Regions from separate parts of the Sus scrofa genome. Here region 1 is linked to region 2. A link is a contact called in public HiChIP or PLAC-seq data. All regions are on one chromosome and are shown on one strand. The core of a region is the stretch at or near the end of the contact, and the rest is flanking DNA. Distances in the headings are between cores, read along the strand shown. Region 1 has its middle 20 kb from the start of MIR9861. Region 2 overlaps CASZ1 (zinc finger protein castor homolog 1).

The links. HiChIP or PLAC-seq counts read pairs in DNA pulled down with a chosen protein or histone mark.
Region 1: an H3K27ac HiChIP or PLAC-seq map of skeletal muscle shows a contact between it and region 2. The contact joins two enhancer-like sites. A contact is called at or near these places in 5 of 47 Hi-C or Micro-C datasets (heart right ventricle, liver, omental adipose tissue and 1 more) and 1 of 2 datasets of contacts at active chromatin or transcription factors (skeletal muscle).

Annotation. Positions count from the first base shown.
Region 1 is chr6:71,081,696-71,084,395 of Sscrofa11.1, forward strand. No RefSeq gene overlaps it. Among named protein-coding and RNA genes, the nearest start is that of MIR9861, 20 kb to the left of the region's middle. Within about 2 kb of position 1,421, at least 3 of the 83 cell types and tissues checked have an H3K27ac peak or open chromatin away from gene starts, as enhancers often do. A contact at or near this core is called in skeletal muscle, where this site is marked.
Region 2 is chr6:70,919,183-70,921,882 of Sscrofa11.1, forward strand. All of the region lies in intron 4 of CASZ1 (zinc finger protein castor homolog 1), which reads right to left. Among named protein-coding and RNA genes, the nearest start is that of CASZ1, 110 kb to the right of the region's middle. Within about 2 kb of position 1,294, at least 18 of the 83 cell types and tissues checked have an H3K27ac peak or open chromatin away from gene starts, as enhancers often do. A contact at or near this core is called in skeletal muscle, where this site is marked.

The DNA.
Region 1 (2,700 bases), core at 171-2,670, 160 kb after region 2:
TACACCACAGCCACAGCCACATCAGATCCAAGCTGAATCTGCAACCTACACCACAGCTCACAGCAACGCCAGATCCTTAACCCACTGAGCGAGGCCAGGGATTGAACCCACCCTCAGGGCTCCCAGTCGGATAGGTTTCTGCTGCGCCACGATGGGAACGCCTCTTGTTCTGTTTCCTTTCTTACCTTGATCATCACTCTTTTTTTTTTTTTTCTTTTTAGGGCCGCATCTGTGGCACATGGAACTTCCCAGGCTAGGAGTCGACTTAGAGCTTCGGCCACACCAATGCCAGATCCGACCCACACCTGTGATCTATACCGCCGTCTGCGGCAATGCTGGACCCTTAACCCACTGAGCGAGGCCAAGGGTCGAACCTACATCCTCATGGACACTACGTCAGGTTCTTAACCTGCCGAGCCACAATGGGAACTCCCTGATCATCACTCTTGACACATAGAACAGAGTTATGAACTTGACAGCCCCTTACAGAGAAGATTAGGAAATACCACCTTCCTGCCTTGGTCTACACGGAGAAAAACCCCCTTGCGGTTTGACTCAGGTATCACCATGACAACCATCCCCTGGACCAGCACCCGTGATCACCATGACGACCATCATGGCCGGCCTCATCCCAGGCTTCTTTGCCCCTGTGACCCTGCCCCGTCAGATTCCTTTGCTTGGAGTGTTTTTCCCCCTGACACCTCCACGGTGATGACTTAACTCAAGAACCAGCCCCCCTCCCCCAGGAAGCATCTCACCCTCAAGTCTGGGTTGGGATCCCCTTCTCTGCTCCCAGGACCCATTCCGCTCCCTTAGGTCAGGCCCTGGGCGGTTCACCAGTCTTATTGCTCTCCCGCCTGCCCTCTAGATGGTGAGCTCCTTGGGGGCAGGGCTGAGTCCTTAGCTTTATATTCCTGGCGCAGAGCCTGGCGCCGAGTGGGAGCTCAAGAAATATTTGTTGAATTCGATGAAGGCTTGTTAAACAAACGTAGGAAATGTTGCAAATCATGAATCAGAGAGCTTTTGGCAGGAAAGAAGAGGGGGGGATGTTCTCTCTTCCTCAGGGTGGGGCCAAGGAGGGGAGAAATGGGGGGAGCTGCCTGTGGACTGGGGAGGGCAATGGGGCGACTGTGGTAAAACTTCCCTGGCCGGGAATATACTCGGTCAGCTGGGAAGCCCGCTCAGACCATAGCCTCTGGCCCGGTGTTCAGCAAAGTGGGGTCAGGGGTTCAGCTGCCCACCAGCCTGGCCCTTTCCTTGGGGACCCTCTGCCTGGGGGAGGTGGAGGAAGAGGAGGCAGACCGCCCCCCGCCACAGCCATGCGCCCTGTGGCCTCCACTCGACCCCTTTAAGACAGGCCGGGCGGCCTCCCTTTGCTTGTTGAAACTGTTCAGTTTTCGGACAGGACAGAGGAGGGGGGCGGGGGGGAGGTCACACCTGTTGTGGAACTTGAGAGAAGGCTTATTTATAAATGTTCAGGGCTCGGGATTCTTGCGGAGCTGATGTCCGGAGGGGAAGGTCACCAAAATGCTTGTTTATAAAAGCAACAGCAACTGGGAACTCCATAAACGGGCTAAACGATGAAATTAACAAGCCACCAGAGGCGGGGCACGGCGGGGCACGGCGGGGCCTCTCCTGCTCCGGGCACTGCCGCCGGGCAGAGCCCCAGGCCTGCCTCCAAGCCAGGTCCCTCCCTGGCCCCAGCAGCCCTGCCCGCCCCCCCAAGGCCCGGCCTCCCGGCCTCCCTCCGTGCCACCCCCACCCCACGCCCGCCCTTGCCCGTCCCGACCCAGGGACCCAGCCCACGCGGTAGCTCGTCCAGGGTGCAGCTCTTGCTAAGCCATCCCGGCAAGCGCTGTTCCTTCATCACCCCAAGGTGAGCACCTCTGGGTCCCCAACTTCCCTGAACCCCCAAATTGCTATGCTGGTGCCCAATTGGGGGGGTTGTTAGTTTTTTGTTTTTATTTTTTTTCTCTCTGTGGCCAGAGGCAACCTTCCAGCCTGCCCCTGCCCTACCTAGGGATGGGCCTGGGGCTCACTTGGAAGTGGCAGAGGGCAGGTATTCTGCCCCCCTCCCCGCCCCCGCACCATGGTCACCCACTCCCTGGCCTGTCCAATTCCCAGTTTCAGGAAAGCTGTGTTTTCCTTGGGTGACTGATGGCTGAACAGGTGGCTTCTGGGTTAGAGAGTGTCAAGTGAACAGCGGCCGGGAGAAGTGGCCCTTTTATGGCTCACTTTCGCTGCTCGCCCCGTTCTTGGCCGCTGACAGCTCCCTGGCCACCCCCCGCCCCACGACCCGGGTGAGGTCGTGTGTCAGGCTGCCCACCCATCCTGGCCCTGCAGCCCACCAGCCGGGCCGTCCACACACGGATTCCTCACCGAGGGGGCGTGGGGACAGCTGAGGGGGGGAGTGAAGCCTGCCCTCCTGCACACCCTCACACACTAACACGCACGCACACGCCACACATGTGATCACAGACACTTGCGAACATATAGTCACATGAGAGGACACGAGTTCCCTTGGACGCCAAACGCCTGCCCCTGCCTCTCCATTTTCCCTCAAATTCAGCCAGGGTTGGCCAAATGACTGCGTGCCCAGCAGCGTGCCCAGCCACTCCTGGACCCGACGTGCACAGCAACTCTCAGCCCGCCTTGTACATACACAGGCTCCCTGCGGGCCTCTCCCCCTAGCCTTTGCCT
Region 2 (2,700 bases), core at 44-2,543:
TAGCATGTGGGACCCAGGCCAAACCTGGCAGAAAGGCAGGCCCGGGATGGGGTGGCGAAGGGGAGTTATGGCTGAATCCAGCCCTGGACCCTTTATGGGGACAGGAAGCCAAATAGGTCCTCCTTCTCAGGGAACCCGGATGCAGGCAGGGTGTCCCGGGCCTGACCGCTGGAAGCATCCTAAAGGATTGGTGAGGTTCCTCCCGTAAGCAGGCTTTAGGGCTGCCCCACGGCAAAGGCTGAAGGACCCTGGCGTGGGGAGAGGTAGCTGAACCTGGGCCTCAGGAGCCAGTCTTCCTGGACACCAGGGACTCAGGGTTGGTCTGCAGGCTCCTGGGGGGACTTGGACTCATGGTTAAACTCAAGTCCTCCTCTTCCTGGGTCGGTTGAGTTTCTCCAACATCTCCCAAGTACCTACGGGCACGGTCTCCGCTGGCCCTAGGGACCCAGGGAGAATGGTTTCAGGTACTGGGGAGCCGAGGTTTTAATGGGGAAGACACACCAGCACCAAAGCAGCCTCCACACCACTGAGGGTGCAGAGGTGAGGCCAACTATGAGTCCTAGGAGGGCTCCCTGGTGTACATAAAGTGGCAGGGGCGGGGGTGGGGTGTGACTCCCCTGGGCTCCTGCTCCTCCAGCCACCCCACCCTCTGGGCAAGTCTGCATCCTCTCTCCTGCCCCCTCTTCAGTGAGTCATTGGCAGAGGGGACCAGGAGAGGCAGGAGCAGCCCCAGTCGTTGATGGCACTTGACTTCCTGGTCGCTGTCCCTCCCCCTGGGGCAGAGCTGAGCCAAACCCCGACTCTGCCCCTGACGCACGCCTGGCACAGACAGGTCGAGTTGGTAGAAGGGTGGTTGGAAGAGCAGGTTCCGGGTCAGTTGCCCAGAGCTCGAAGGGGCACAGCCACAGCAGGGTGAGTGAGCTCCCCATCCATCTCCAGCTGCCAGCCAGCCCCCGTGGAGCAGGGGGCACCTGCCGCTCACCCCCACTTCCTCCTTCAACTTGGGCCTGGCTACCCCTGCTCCTGGGCATCCATCCCTCAGGGGTCCTGGCTGAAATTTCACTTCTTCCGGGAAGCCTCCCAAACTGCAGGGCCCCCTTCCTCTGTCCTCTTGTCGCACCCTGCTCCTTTAGACAGCCCTTCTGTAATAACTGTGCTAACAACCCTCTGTCTTGCTCGACTGCGAGATCTAGCAGTGGGACAGGACCACCCTTCAAGCCCAGCGCCTGACCCGATAAATCTTTACTGACAGAGAACGAAGTTCACTAGCGGAAGAGCTGGGCTCGGGGGTGTGGCCTGACTTCTGTACCAAGCCCTGTGGCTCCAGGGCCTTTCCTACCTAGGAGGGTGGGGACTCCTTGGGCGGGACTGAGGCTGAAACCCCTTCTCTTGGGTCTGTGGCCCTCTTGAGCCTCGGGCTCACCTCCAAATGCCCTTCACAGGGCTCTGCCTGGAGAACAAAAGAGGCCCCAGTTGTTCCCACATTTCTCTGGGAGAGGAACAACTGTTGCCGGCCAGGCCCTTGCTGAATAAATCCAGCAACTGTTTGTAGTACAGTGTGATTCTCTCGCTCTACTCTTGTCACTGTCCCAAAAAGGAGAAAAGGAAATCGAAAAAAAAGATGGAGGAAGATCCCATCCCAAGCCCCGCGATCTCCCTACACCCACTATCAAGTCTGTCTGAAAATGTGATTAACACACAGAGGGCACGGGGACGGCCACCTGCCGTGGCGGACAACTGGGACAGCCGCAGCAAAGGGCGAGGCTGTGAGATCAGGACCCAAAAAAAGGAGGTGAGGGAGTGAAGGATGGGGGGGGGGGAACACCCAGGGCAACAGGAGAGATCAAAGCAAAGGGACAGACTCTGGAGGGCAGCGGAACGCCCGGCCCCGCTGCCGCCACTGCCGCCGCCCAGTGCCCTGCGGGTGAGGGAAGGGGAGAGGCTCCTGGAGGCCAGGTCCGACAGGAGGCGGGAGGCTGACGTGGGGGCAGTGGGGATGACGGGGCGGGGAGGCGCAGGAGGGAAAGAGAAGTTGACTGGAGAAGAGGGAGAGAGGTCTATTAAAAACCTCTCAGTGCATAACACAAAATGTCAGGCTTTATAGCTTCATTCTTGGCATTGCCGGGACTGAGAACCCTGCACAGAAATGTCACCGCTTGTCATGTTTAATCACCTGCTGTTTGTTAACACCTTCCCTGCAAGGAGCCTGTCTCAATCTGCCCCTGGGCCCCCCAGGGACCCGGAAGCAGAAAGCATCCCCACCTCCTTCCTGGCCCTGCCTCTGGGTCTCGAGGGAGGAGCTCCACTCACCATCCAGCTGAAGGCTGCCCAGAGCCCCGAAGTGACCCTTCCTTCCAGGCGGCCGGGGGAGGGGCCCGTGTGGTCCTGGCCAGGGGCTAGGACCTTCGGCTGGGGATGCTGCTTATTGAGGGACCGGAGCCAGGGTGCTCCCAGGCTGGCTACCTTCCTGCTTCCCCTTGTGCCTGCCGTTCTGCCCAAGCCACTCCTGTCCCCCCATCCTGGGTGTAAGACCAGATCAAAGAGGGCCCACTCAGATCCCTACAGCCTGGGACTCACCAATCTGTCCGCCTGAATAGCAACTGCCACATAACATCTAGCATTCAAAGCCACCATCCTTCCAGTTTCAATCCAGGAATCACACCATCTGTGGCTCTGGCTTGGCGCTCTCTCGGAACATGC